Linked DNA regions of Rattus norvegicus: region 1 is linked to region 2. Evidence: chromatin contacts called from public Hi-C data. All regions are on one chromosome and are shown on one strand. Each heading gives the region's core, a stretch centred on a gene start, on an enhancer-like site or on the middle of the called end of the contact. The rest is flanking DNA. Distances are from core to core; before and after follow the strand shown.

Evidence for each region. A called contact is a pair of places that touch in the nucleus more often than the background predicts.
Region 1: a contact with region 2 is called in a Hi-C map of the A7r5 cell line, with 7 times the contacts expected there. The contact joins two enhancer-like sites. A contact is called at or near these places in 12 of 12 Hi-C or Micro-C datasets (the A7r5 cell line, the Rat2 cell line, Schwann cells and 7 more) and 1 of 1 datasets of contacts at active chromatin or transcription factors (oligodendrocytes).

The regions. Positions count from the first base shown.
Region 1 is chr13:49,928,513-49,935,321 of GRCr8, reverse strand. No RefSeq gene overlaps it. Among named protein-coding and RNA genes, the nearest start is that of Pkp1, 23 kb to the right of the region's middle. Within about 2 kb of position 2,266, at least 5 of the 93 cell types and tissues checked have an H3K27ac peak or open chromatin away from gene starts, as enhancers often do. A contact at or near this core is called in the A7r5 cell line, where this site is marked.
Region 2 is chr13:49,857,170-49,864,565 of GRCr8, reverse strand. It overlaps Pkp1 (plakophilin 1), which reads left to right. Exons shown (of 14, transcript NM_001394216.1): 14 at 974-3,226. Among named protein-coding and RNA genes, the nearest start is that of Tnnt2, 42 kb to the right of the region's middle. Within about 2 kb of position 5,120, at least 45 of the 93 cell types and tissues checked have an H3K27ac peak or open chromatin away from gene starts, as enhancers often do. A contact at or near this core is called in the A7r5 cell line, where this site is marked.

The DNA.
Region 1 (6,809 bases), core at 1,017-3,516, 74 kb before region 2:
GATTACCTCAAGCAGTGGGTACACAATACTTACGACCCCATTTGGTTGTTGTGGGAACGCTTTAGCCTATGACCTAGATGGCCCTAACCTCAGGACCCACTGGCCAGTGACCAAGTAGTTTCAGGACAATTGGGTCAATGGTGGTTTGAATAAGCACAGGGGGATTATGGGAAAGCACCTGTGGCACATCTAACTCACATTAAGGAATCAAGAAAGCCTTCCTGAAGGAGGTGACACCTGAGCCTTGGAGGACATGTTGGTCAAGATGAATCTCCCAATCTATGTCCAGATCAATCTTCCTACTGACCGGGTGAGCTAATGTAAGCAAAAGGAAGGAGCCTTAGGCCTGCCCACAATGGTGTTAGAGGACCTCACAGTTCAGAGCGAGGTCACCTTTCTTCTCTATACTAAGGAGAATGTTAACTTTCTTTAAAGAACACTTTGAAGGAGCAGATGGAGCCCTTCCTACCTCTCACCATGCAGAGCACACCCCTCCCTCTGACAGGCAGCCCATGTGAAGGGTTCGCTTCTTTTGGGGCCAGCCTCGGTTTGCTGGAAGAGAGAGGTAACTGACCTTGGAAAATGTACAGCAGGTCCCCATTCTGCCAACCCACCCACTTTGTCCCTTCATCCTAATCCTTAGTCAGTGGCTCTGGTCTCAGAAGACTCCATCATGTTAGGAGGTAAGTCAGGGCCTCCTGTCTCCATGGAAACCCCTTTTTATACCCCTGGACCAAGACCTGAGATCTGAGAGACATTGCCAAATTCCCACCCCAATCTGTGTCTGTTTATTTCTCTGGACTAGACCTACACATGGTTTCTCCCTGCTTGTTCTGCTTCTGAAACTGTGGCTGTGTTGGGACTGGGCTTTGCTCCCCGCAACATTTTATAAGTCTGTCTTCCTAAGTATGTGCCCTCCTGCCCAGAGCTGGCATGGTCTTACCTACTGCCCTGTGGCAGGCACCTTCCCCAGGATGCCTGTGACCTAGGAATCTGGTGGCCACCCAGACCATCTGGAACTGGTCATGAGAACCACCCAGCAGCAGCCTCTTCCCAGCCTGTGTGTGACAAAATCATGCCTTCAAGAGAGGAGAACTACACAGGGCAGGAAAATGGTAAACAGTGCCTGGGGCCAGTACTCAGTGGTAATCAAACAGGGGCAGACTCTCACAGAGCCTAACACAACTATCAGGTTTTAGGTTATTTGTTTGTTGTTAGTTTATGTGCATGCCCCAGGCAGCATCAGGCCCTACTTGGTACAAAAGCCGATGGGTGGCCTCTTGAGAGGAGCACAGACCAAAGTCTTCACCTTGGGGGACAGTTCTAGCCACGAGGCCATAAGACACAGGAAGTAAAGCACGTCCTGGCTAAAGCCTGGAGGGCAGTCTTGAGGCAGTAGGTAAGAGCGCCCTCTGGTGACCAAGAAGGAACTGAAGCTTCTAAGGCGCGAGAAAAGGTTCTGAAGGATTCAAGGCTTCAAGGGAAATAAATGCTGGAACAAGAAGACTGCTTCCCTGACCACTAACCTACAGTCTGTCGGTTCGCTTTAAACACGATCACTTAAGACTCTAGGGCCCCACTCAGTCCTCGGTGGGTATTGATGGTGGGGCAGCTGTTGGTCCCTGGCCCTGGCAAGTCTACATTTAGGCATGCTCTCAGGACAATCATGGAAACAGGGTAGTCGAACTCCCTCAGAGAGCAAATAAGGCCCAGAGAGGGGTCCTTGCCTGGAGTCCCACAGTGAGTAAGTAGCAGAACACACCTCCCTTTTCCAAGCTATGCTATATCTGCGGCTATGCATTCCACGGGCATCTCTAGCTCAGGGCTCCCTGGACGTCTTGGTTAATCCTGGCTCCATTGGGGCTGGTCTCATTGTTTTGGGAAAGTTAGTTAACTTTAGTTGTTGAGCCCATTCCTAGTCGAATCTTCCTAGAGTTTCTGTGAGTATCAAGGCTGCCTTCCTGTCAAGGTACTACTGTTACTTCTAAATCTCGTATGCCACGCCCACCCACCCCCATTCCTCATCCCGGGGCGCGCGGGCTTAGGGCAGTGTGGCCCTGCTCTCTGCTATCACGGAGGAGCTTCTGGAGCTGATGTAAAGTTGCCAAACCAGGCCGCAGTTATCACGAGGCCCGAGCAACAGAGGAAGGGTGCGGTGGGGCAAAGCTGGAGGAGGCCGGGGTCTTGGGTTTCCTAGGACAATGTCGTGTATCACGGGCTGTTCCAGGTGTGCCACCAGGGGGTGCTGTCGGCCTTAGAGTTGAAATAGAGAGGTTCTTGATTTCTAAGGTGACAGATAGAGGGGAAAGATGTGGAAACAGCCTGAAGATAGGGGAGCAATGTGGAGGTAAGGTTGGAGTTGTGGGTGCCCACAGATCGCTGTTTGTTCTCTATAAGCCTCTCTGGGGAGAATTGCATGCAGTTCCCACGGGGCTTGTTTCTGGTCCGGAAAGAGATGTCTCCTTTCTCAGCTCCTGCCCATTTGCCTTCTGTAGTCCTCTGTCTGAGTAGCCCCTCATTCTGGGGTCTTCTGGAGGTTGGAGCTTGGTTCTGAGTGTCTACCGGAAGGGACTGAATACGGGACAGAAGACAAGCTCTGAGACAGCCTGGCACCATCTCCTTTTCCTGCTCGCCACCCCACCCCCATACATTTGCATAGTTCTCCATAGTCTCCCCTGAAATCCCTCCTTTCTGCTTCTTTCCCTAGGGGATCCCAAGCAGATTTTAGACTTCCTTCTCTACTTCTGCTGGACACAGTGTGGAGAAGACAGTAGACCAGAGGCACATTCTACACATCATCTCCTCATCTCTTCTATTCAAGGTCCAGAGCTGCTGGGGGTTGGGGTGGGGGGATTTCTGAGGGTCAGGGAGGGTCCCTCTTGGGGACCAATAAGAGTGGAATTCCCTCAGAACCTCAGTTCAGTTGACCTAGATGAGACTGTGGAGTCCAATCAAGGGACAAGACGACACTAGAAAAGAAAGTGAGAAGGAAGCCAGGCCTAACCAGGGGCTCTGGCTAGAAGCTGGCATGGGACTCCCAGAAAAGACATTCTCCCTGGAAGATGGAGTCGGGTTAGTCCATCCCTCCTTGCCCGTCTCAGCCTGGGGAATCTGGTGGGGCTGGCCAGGAGAACGGAGAGACACCTCAGGGTGCGGCCTCCGCTGCCAGCAGCTCTGTCATACTCAAAGGACGTGATGTCCTGGGTGAGGTGCCTGAGATGTGGGGCACAGGCTGGGTGCAGGCTGGTGAGGGAGGGGCCGAAGGGAGAGGCTGGGAGAGCTGTGCCCCAGCGGTCCTTGTGGAGCAGCTGAGCTGGGAGCTGCAGGCTCACAGCAGGGGGTTAGGCCAATGCCAGCTCAGGGCAGCCCCTTTGGCTGGCTCTACTATCTCCTGTCTTCCCTTGCCCTTCCTAGTCCCATAGGCCACTAATCAGAGCTACATCCAACCATCCTGTATGCTACCCCTGGCAGTTCTCAATGGATAACTCCCTCTCTGTGGACCTTCCCCCAACCCAGGACACTCAGGCCCTGTTCCCTCACCTCCTGCTTCCAGTTCCAGGAACTAACAGTCAGGGCCTGTCTACCTCCAGTTTTCAGCTCTCACAGGCAGTCATGGTTTATGCTGTAGGGTGTGGAGACCCATCACCAAGATATATTACAGCACCGAGAATCAACTCAAGCTCTGGCTGCAGAGCAGACCCTGATCCTCGGAGCAATCAGGTGCCCTCCACACCAGTGTCCCGTGCCATCTCTGATGCCAGTGTCGCCTGGTGCAGCCCAGCCACAGTCCCCGAAATCAGAGTCCAGTGTGTTGACCTGGGAACTGTGGGACAGTGACAGAGGCGGGATGCCACAGAGAAAAGGGTGGCATGTGAGCGCACAAAGATGGCTCCTGGAGGTCCAGTCTAGTCTCTCTCCATTTAGTATTGTGCTGTCCCTGTTGCCAGAAAAGGAAAGGTCCCCAGCTTTGCTGAGCTGACACCTTTCAGATTCCCACTGGAAACTGTGCTCTGCTGTTAGTAACCAAGGCTCTGGTCCCCATCGCTCACCTTAGCAGCATTGCAGATCCTGCCCAATTCACCGAGCAATCCAGGAGCTGGGAATCCCTCTGAGTCCTTCTGGACCTTCCCTGGTGGGTCTCACCATGGAAGTGGGTAGTGTTGGCCTCCGTCTAGGAGCTGGGGACCTCATGAGCTCCTTCATTTCTTTTATAGTGGGCTGTATTATGTAGGTCAGTGTAACATGTAGGCTGTATCATGATGGCCTCCTTCCAGGAACTGGGAAGGCTGAGCTCCACGCTGTTGCAGGACAACACATAAAGGGGCAGACGGCAGGGCCACCTATGCCTCGTCACAGCAGTTATGAGAGGTAAGGGAGGGCAGAAGATGGGCTTGGCTCGGGAAGGACAGAGTAGGGGCGATCTCACCCGTTCCAGATAACACAGGTGTGGTGTGGTTTGTTTTCTATTGGCTGTATCTAGTAGACCTACCTGAAACCTGGCATCCCCCAGGGAGGTGTCACCCAGGAGGCCTTATAGGACACAGCCAGGAAGGACTACTCCTTGCTCAGAAGGAGGCCAGGCCAGGGTCTTACAGGACCTGGACTCCCAGGAAAAATGTACCAGGTGTGTGGTATGTATGCTATTGGCCTCCCCTCTGCTGGCCTGAGGAGGGTCCACAGTAGGGGCTGGAATGTATTCCCAAGTATGAGTGGTTGTTTCTCTGGCAGTAGCACCCACACTACCCCCCCTACACACAGACACACACACTACCCCCTAAACACACACACACGTGCACACACACACACACACACACACACACACACACACACACTGCATGCGTCAAGGGAGCTGTTGGTGCTTGCACTAGGCTTCCCAAGCGATGAGACACGGCTCCCAGCCTGCCTCCCCAAGCCGCTGGTGGCTTACACCCTGTCATCTGGGATGGCTACAGCTCCGTTTGTGCTCCCAGATCCCCTCTCTGCAACTGGCCCTTGACTGCTTCCAACTTTCCCTGTGAGCAATGGATCCAGGACCTCTGTAGAAGGGCGGGGGTGCGGTGCTGGGTGCTGGGAGATGAACCTGCAGGCAGAGGAATTCTCTCTCCGTCTCCCTGAGAAGGCGAGAATTCGGACAAAAAGCGACAGGGGACAAGCGTATGATTGGACGGGGCCAGCTAGGAGACAGTGATTTGAGAAGATTCTGATGAAAATGTGAACCTGCAGAAGGGTGTGACTTGGCTTCTGGACAGGACTTCCATCTTGTCCCTTCCAGGGCTCCCAGCTGGGGCAGGGAGCCACACCCATCTCTCCTTGCTGCTGCTAGCTTCTCTCCTCAGGCTTTCGTAAAGGAAGTATGTATGTGCCTGGTGGCCCCAATCATAACTTTCCTCCTTCTGAGTCTGCCTCCTTCCAACAAAGTTGTAGAGCCACTGAGAAACTTTCTTCCTACATCAGAGTGCACAGGCTGGTGAGATATGGCAAACTTACAAAAAAACAAAACAAGGCAGGTTCCCACTACATCCCTCTCAGGTATAGTGACTTGTAGCCAGGGCCTGTGTGGGAACCACCTCTGTGTCCTTCCAATATCTGGTATAGGGGATCAGTATGTGGGAAGGCTTTTCTCAGCTGACTTGCCTTCCTTGTACACAGGGCACCTCCTCCTCTCCCCTCCCACCCAGTCACACTCTGAGAAGGGGACACTCTGGGTGCCCAGGCTTGGTGCCACTCCACTGAGCTCTGGGGCATAGGCTGGGGCACTCCCATGGCTTCCATGCTCCTTTCTGGGTTCCCATGGTGTACTGCCTCCCTCGTCTGTGCACCCTGCTGAGTGTACAGAATCCAGGAAGGTAAGGAGCTGAGTGTTCTGTCTGAGCTGGACGCTGACAGCCAAGGCTGGAGTCTGAGCTCAGCCTGGGGAGTGGGGAAGCTCTGACACTCGAGTGTGAGCAGTCCTCTATTCACAGGCTTCTAGTCAGCAGCTAACCTCAGCTAACCTCATCACTGGGCTCTGAATCTCGGTCTCACCGAGATTTGGAGCAAGACATTCATTTCTCCAGTCAGAGGATAAGGAGGTTTAAAAAAATGGCTCTGATATATATGAATAAATGTATGAATATATATATAAATACATAGAGAGGAACAAGTCTTTTGTTACTTAAAAAAACCTTCATGTTTATTTTGCTTCTTTTTTTTTTTTAGAATTTTTTTAAATTTATTTTACGCATATGAGTACACTGTAGCTGTCTTCAGACACACCAGAAGAGGGCATCGGATCTCATTACAGATGGTTGTGAGCCACCATGTGGTTGCTGGGATTTGAACTCAGGACCTTTGGAAGAGCAGTCAGTGCTCTTAACCGCTGAGCCATCTCTCCAGCCCCTTATTTTGCTTCTTGATTCTATGCTTGCACCCTTGATAATTTCACATAGTTTTTGATTCTCTGTAATGAAATCTCATCAGGACTTTATGTCTCTGCAAGACTCCCACATGCACCCCAACCTTCTTCGTTTAAAGGTAAACAATTCTCCTGCCATGGGTTATGGGAAGCCTGGATGTGGTAGAGGCTGCACTGTTGGGAAGTCAACGACCATATGTCAAATGCTACACCCTCTGACCCTAAACACTGTCCCCACAAAAAGAAAAAGAGGTGGCGACCACCTTCTGCTTTTTTCCCTTTACAAATAATATTCCTACCTCAGAAAGTTGATAAAAGTAGACCCACTCAGGTGGACTTGGGCTTGAGAAGCTCCTAGTTCACACTCCAGGAGCTTCCTTGCCCAGCCCTGTAGCTCTAGATGGCTTCAGTACGA
Region 2 (7,396 bases), core at 3,871-6,370:
TAACTTTACCTTCATTGTTTTTGACTAAAGGTATTTCACTAAGGGCATATCTGTATTCCAGCCAGATGGATTGAAGGTGTGTTCTAAGGCTGAGCTACTCCACAACTAGAAACAGCTTTGTTTTTTTCAGTAAATAACACAATCTTAGGATTCACAGTGTGATCAAATATCCTGTAACAGCCAGGTGACCAAGGAGACCAGAAGAGAGCATCAAATCCTCTAGAACTGGAGTTACAGACAGTCGTGAGCCACCACGTGGGCACTAAGAATCAAACCCTAGTCCTCTGGAAGAGCAGCATATGAGTTTAACCACTGACCCATCTCTCTAGTCCCTCCATCCTTCCTAAAACCCATGCTGATTCTATATGTGCTTAGAGTGGACAAGCTTCGCTTCCAGGTGATGCTTCTAGAGACAGGAAGTGCAAATCCTACACACTGTCAAAGCTTTGCAAGCTAAGCACTCACCAGAATCGACTGGGATGCTGGCCTTCCTTTCGTCTTAGCAATTCTGATCTGATAGCCCTTAAGTAGCCCTGAAGTGAAGCACAGAAAAAATTTATTTTTAAGTGGCTATTCAAAGGGTTTCTCGTATAGATAAGCCAAGAACTTAAATATCGAAGCAGACACATTTGAGAAGGCGTGAGTGAGAAGCGGCTTGCAGTACGGGTCAGACCTTCCGGTGTGGCAATGTCTCCCTACCTGTATGTTGTGGTTGTTGGGACTTTAATCTGCAGCCTAACACATTCTAGGCAAATATTCTACCAATGGCTTCTAACGCCTACCCTCCTTTGTTTATATTTTGTCCCGAGATAGGGTCCTCCTATGTCTCCTAGACTAGCCTCAGACTTGTTCTGTAGCCTAGGTTGGCCTTGAACACGTGACTCTATTGCCTCAGCCAAGTGACTAGTACTACAGGTCTACACTGCCATGCCCAGCTTTCACTGCCCTCTAATGTGATCATTTCTCTTTCCAGAAAGACACGACCCAGCTGAGAAGACCTCAGGCCTTGAGGATGGGTAACCTGCTCCATCCTGGGCAGTATCTGGAGACGTTCAGATGCAACCAAGAGCAGCCTGAAAACTGTGGATGATGGAAATAATTTTTGATTCCTTTTTTTTTCCTTAGGGGAACTGGCAGGCTATAGGGTTGGGGAGGTTGGGTGGGGGGACTTTCTTGAGTTAAAGGGGGCTTACATCTGATGTCAATACTTTCTTCTCTGAGAAACAGTATATATATAATGTGTATAATGTAAGTATGTGTGTGCGGTATACCTGTGTGTGTCCACGCATGTGTTTGTGTGTGTGTGTGTGTGTGTGTGTGTGTGTGTGTGTGTGTGTGCGCCTAAAAGCATAACCAACAAGTGAAACAGGCTGGGTGTGCAGATCCTTTGCAGTTCACAGGCAGCACGGGGGACTCTCGGTGTCTCCCTTTATAGACACATGGGCTGCACCTACATGAAAGTTTTAGCCAGTGGAGCCCCAGACTTCAGAGAGTCTGCAAGCAGCTATTTTGGGAGAAAGGAAGTAAGAATAGCACTGGAAGCCAGAGCTGTGGGGATGACTACTTGTGTTCTCTCGTCTCCTCAAGGGGATGGGGTGGGAACAGGTGGGCACTGGGCACCTGCCTGCTCAGGCTTCTCACAGAACAGGAGAGGAAAACTGGAAATTATTTGCAATGTGCTTCAGACCCCGCTTGCTGAGTGTCAGGTGAGGGAGTGCTTGGGGCAGGGAGAGTGACCCAGAGGCTGACAGAAGGGAATTTGGATGGATGAACCATGAAAAGGAAGTGTCCTGTTAGGGCATCAGCTAGCCCACATCCCAGCCATTAGCTTCTTTCTTCATGAACGCTGGCTGTCCTGTCTGCACTCTGTCTCTGTGAAACAAAATGCCTAGTGGGGTAGAGGTGGCCAACCCCAGGGACCCAGACTTCCCACTGCAGACTGTATTACCAAAGAACTTCTGAGAACCACATGAGTGAGCCTGTCTGTGTGAAGCTCCCTGGACGGATGACTGGGTGGGACAGCGCTCAGCCTTCCCCCTGGAGCTCCTCATGTCTAGGCTAGTGCTTCTCCGCTGGTGTGGTTAGTGCTGAGTGGACAAGAGGGATCAGGGCCACACCTCTCTCGAGGAGGATACAGAATGCTCCCTGGCCCAGCCCTCTTCTTACCCCAGCTGTAAGACCGAAAAACCCCTCTGTGGCTCAGGGTGGCCTAGTAAAAGATCTGTCCATTGAGGGTGGAGGTCAGATACATGAGACATTGTCCCTGAGGGGTGTCCTAAGTCATCTATCCGGTGTACTCTGGCACTTTAAGTCTGCAACATCTTTCCCTGTTTGGCTCATATGGGAATCTGCCTCCTACCTCACCTTTTCTCCAATACCAGTGTGGGATGTTGTCCCAGCACACTCTCCTCGGGTATGCTTCCTGTGATCTCCCTTGACAATCACTGGGATCCAAAACAGTCTATTTCTTAAAACATGCCATTGTCACACTACTCTGTACAGACAGTGTCTGAAGGAAGCACTTAAAGTATAACAATAAATAAAACCTACCATACCCCTGCCCCATATAGTATATGTCCACCCAAGAAAGGATACCCAGGTCCTGGGCTGTAAGGACTATCCACTTACTCAGTAAGTTTGAGAGAATCTTGGAGAGTGCTCAAGTCACCAAGTGAAACTGTTAAAGGCCCTGAACAATGACATTCCCACCCAACACCCCCAGCACAGTCCTCACTTCCTGCAGCCCATGGGCTGTTCTCCTTTCCCTGGGAGGAAGATTTGTTGGGCCCACGCTTTGCTTTGGGGATGAAGCAGGTCTTAGACACCAAGGGATCAGGCCAATTATGGTAACTTCTTCCATGACCTCAAGCTGGCCAGGTAGGCTGGGCCCAACATATGCCTGTCATTCAGGGGCAAAATGAAGAGGACTTATGAGTACATTCCTAGAAGCAGGGAGTAAGGGGCTGGCTGGACTTTATCCCAGACCTGTCTTCATGTTTTAAATCAAATATGTCTCCTACTTCCATGCCTAAAACAGGTCACAATTTAGGACCAAAGGACAGAGGCCCTGTATCTTCCTTGACTTTTGCGCTTGCTGCAGTGTCTGGGACCCTCCGTCCAGCCCTCATTCTCCTTGATCCATCTTGTATGTTTCCTTGTATGATACATCATGTATTTGCTTTGTCAAAATATAGGAAATCAATAAACTGCTTAGTGTTTCTTTGAAGTTTTTCAAGCCTTGTATTATTCGGGATACTGTTCAGGGATGAAGGGCCTTCTCGCCAACATCTCGGCCTACTGACTGTGTATCAGGCAAGGGTTGAAAATGTCACCCAAGAGTGTTCACAGATTCCTGATCCACTGTAGTTCGTGTGAACACCGTGCTCCAAGATTCAGGGTTTGCTGTCCTAATTTTCAAGTAGGCAGGGCTTAGGAGGGAACAGATGTGACTAATGTCACCCAGGTTACAAGTGGGAAAGTCATTGTGAGCACAGCCCCAGCCATCCTGGCTGGAGGAGGGAAAATTTCAAGGGGGAAGACTTAGGAGCTCAGGTTCCCAAAATGCCTGTGCCATGTGGGTTTTATGTCAGCTGCTAGTGATTGTGAACAGAAGGAGGTAGAAGACCCCAGGCATGGTATCGGCTAAGGGCCATCATCATCTGAGAAAATCAGGGGTGCTTGGGTTGAAAGGGAAGATGTTAGGGAAGAGCTTTCCCCATCCCGGAGGAGTCATGACTAACAAGGCCTTCGTTATAGCACCCTGGGGTCTCATGGTGTCCAGTAACGGCCAGGGAGAGGGTGCTGAGGACCAGGAGAGGACTATGGTTCTCTGTGACCCACACTATTAGATGCACTAGGCTGGGGCTTCTGGAAATGCTGTGGGGACCTGTGAACTTGTACTGACTGCAGAAAGCAAGTCAAATGCAAAATTAGCAAGTGTCGTCTTTATATTTTCATTAAAATACAATCGGAGATCAAAATCACACAACTTAAAATGTACACACCTCTGACCGTCTTCAAACCGAACAGCAAGAAATGGTACAGGACCAGCTGGCGAGCCTTCCTCAATCCTCTCCTGCTTCCACCCCACCCCAAGGAGAGCATGGCACCGCCTGGACTTCTAAGATTATATTTCAATTTGGTCATCTTGAACTTCCTATAACGGGTGCCAGTGCTAAGTCCTGTTTCATTCTAGCTTTAGCTCAATAGCACATGGGTAAGATGCGTCCATTCCTGGTGCATGCCCAGGGGTTGCTGTCCCTACACAACCATGCACACTGCAGAACGCACACACTGCCATCGTCTGACAGCTTTATGTGCCCATGTTTGGAAGCAGTTTATAGACTCATTGACTCGCTTTCTCAGAACTATTACATACGATTACTGGGAAACCATAGCAGTGTAGAAATTCAGTGTTATACTAGATGTGGGCACAGAAGTGCCAAATGACTATAAAAGTCCTCATCCAGCTGCCCTTAGCCAAGTGAGTGGCAAATCCTTTGGGGAACAGCCTGGTGAGCATGGGAGGGCTTTTGGGTCCAGGATTGGATAGGGAAGAACAAAAGAGACTGGAAGGGCACAGGACATCTAGACAGTGGGAAGGAAAAAGCTTCAAAGACCCAGAGGCCAAGTGTCACAGAGCCCGTGTCCACACAGGTCCACATGCCTGACCTTGAAGCCAATTCCACTTGTTCCTCTTGCAACTTACCTGGGGTGGGGCCAGAACCCCCCACCCTCAGGTTTCAGCGGGCTGAAGCATCCGTCTCTAAAAGGCAGTGCCTTCTGCTGCCAGCACAGCTGGAAACGTGTGAACAGATATTGGGCAACAGTCTTCCTCTTTGAAGAGCCACACAATGACCCTTTCACTTTCAGAACCTTGGGGCATTGTTTTCTATTTGGATGTGTGCTTCGCCTTAGTAACCCAGGCAGAGCTCGGAGCATCAAATTCCAATCAACAGATAAAAAAAAAAAAACACTGAGAGAAAGTGACCAGCTCAGTCACACAGGAAGTTTACAGAAGTACCAAGCCTGGACCAGACCCAGTGCTCCTGAGTCCCGATATCAGAACACGATAGGGAAGACTGCGGAGGAAGCAGCTGTCCTACACACTATCAAAGCTGTGATGAATCAGGGTTCACAGAGCCCGAGACAGCACAGGATTACACGTCCCATGAGGCGCGGTTGCTGTGCAGACATGCAGGAAAATAAAAGTTCTGATTCACAGACTGGCTATCAGATGCCAGGAACTACAGCATGCATCATCTAGCCCAGAGCTGGCTGGTTTGGTTGGTTAGAATATAGAACTAATGAGCCAAGGGCTTCAAGGCAAAGAATGCTCCATGACCCCAGTATGTCTTCTCCACCCTCACTAGTCATCCTGCAGACACCTGCTGGGTCAGCACGTGTGTATGTCATGGAGTGATAGGTTGACCATCTTGAAGAGGCATGTGGAAGCTGAGGAACCTCCTATGGTGAGGGGGGGGGCAAGGTTAGCAGAGAGCCCATGCCTTATGCTTCTAACATGCTATTGTCTCTGTTAGTCAGACACTAAGAAATTTTGCAGTGGTAAGAGATAGAATGTTTCCACACCAATGCATAAAACTGGATGTAATAGTATATGCCTGCAGTCCCAGCACTTGAGAAACTGAGGCAGGAAGATTGTGAGTTCAAGACCAGTCTGATATATAAACTAAGACCCTGTCTCGAAACAAAACAAAATAAAACAAACAAACAAAAACACACAAAAAAAACTTCAATACTGCTTAATTAGTAAGTAATTTTTAAGTTTTGCTTCTGCTGGGCATAGTGGCACACATCTGGAATCCCAACTTTCCCACTACTAGAAAGACGGAGACTGAAGATTCAAGAGTTCAAGGTCATCCTTGCCTACAAAGTGAGTTAGAGGCTAGCTGTGGCTACAGTGATGGATCCTCTGGGACATATTCTAGCACTCTGGGGCCATTAAACTGCAACCAACAGATGGAGACTTGACCACTTGGTCTGTGGGCATAAGCAGGGGGAGTGCCGATACAGGGACCACAAGCCTCAAGCTTCAGCAAGCCTGAGTAACTGCTTCCATGGGGATTCCTGTCATCCATGCAGCTATGTGCATATGCGAGGTCTGGTCATATTGTTTGGGAGGAGGGAGAGAGAGGGAAAGGGTTAGGGAGAGAGAAGGAGAGAAGAAGAGAGGAGAGAGGAGATCTCTTCATGCTGGCCATCCCTATTGTTTTCCGCCCTGGGATCCAAGGATTGTTACCTGCCAGGGGAACTCTGACAGACTCCTCCAACTCTGTCTGTAACCTTGATATGGATCAGTTCCAAAGGAAAGACCTGGAAGCCGGATAGTGAGCCTAGCATGCACCTCCTCCACTGGCATCTGTGATAACAGCTCCACCCTCCACATCCTGCTGAGTATCCAGCTCTCTCCTTTGTTGGGGCTGAGGAACACTGGAAGCCAGGCAGAGTGAACCAGACAGGACCTGTGTGTGCTGTGTGCTGTGTGCTGTGTGCTGTGTGTGTGTGTGTGCGTGTGTGTGTGTGTGTGCATGGGGGGAGAGGATAACCTCAAAGCGGCCAGGAAACAGGCTATCTACAAAGGGGTTTTCTCAATTTGAAAGAGGCTATGGGGAATTATTTTTGCTGAGAGACGTTTTTGAAGGACAAGAGCCCCTTTCCCAGACATTTCTTGAATCAAGAGAGAAATACGTGAAGCAAATGACTGAGACCCAGGATGCCCATCCTTGTCTCAAACCCAGGTAATCGAGCTCGTGTAGTGAGAATTTTGGCTTCTAAGAAAGAAAGAAACAAACAAACCAACATTGTATGTCCTTGCCTCATGCTCTAGCAGGGGTGTGATTTTTGACAGCTGCAGATAGTTTCAAGTGTGTGATGTTTGGAATTCTCAGAGCGTTTCAGAGGGTAAACGAATACTAGAGCCCAACGGTGGGGAGCTGCTGGCTGGCTGGTTGGTGGCTGGATGCTGTTGGTTACAATTTGTCAAGTACTCATGGGCGAGGAGACAAAAAGAAGAAAATAGATATGCTGGCAGTGAAGATCAAACTTAACCCAAGGAACTCAATGCCCCTAATCAGCAGGAAGTAGTCTAGTGACATTGTTGCTCCCTTTCCTACTCCTGATTTTATTGGTGGTGGGGGGGGGGGTACCTTTCTCTCTTTCCCCTCTATCCATCTTTCTGTCCTACCTCGTGTTAGGGTGGGTGAAAGGGCAAAATAAGGATGGAAGAAAAAAAACCCACAAAGTAGCCAAGAGTCCGGCTACAAGCTCAGACTTGCTATGCATTAATATGACAAACAGGACTCTTCTCGTGTATCCAAGAATACAGGGAACGAACTAGTCCCAGTGCCCCATGTTCTAAAGAGGCCTTAGCATAATT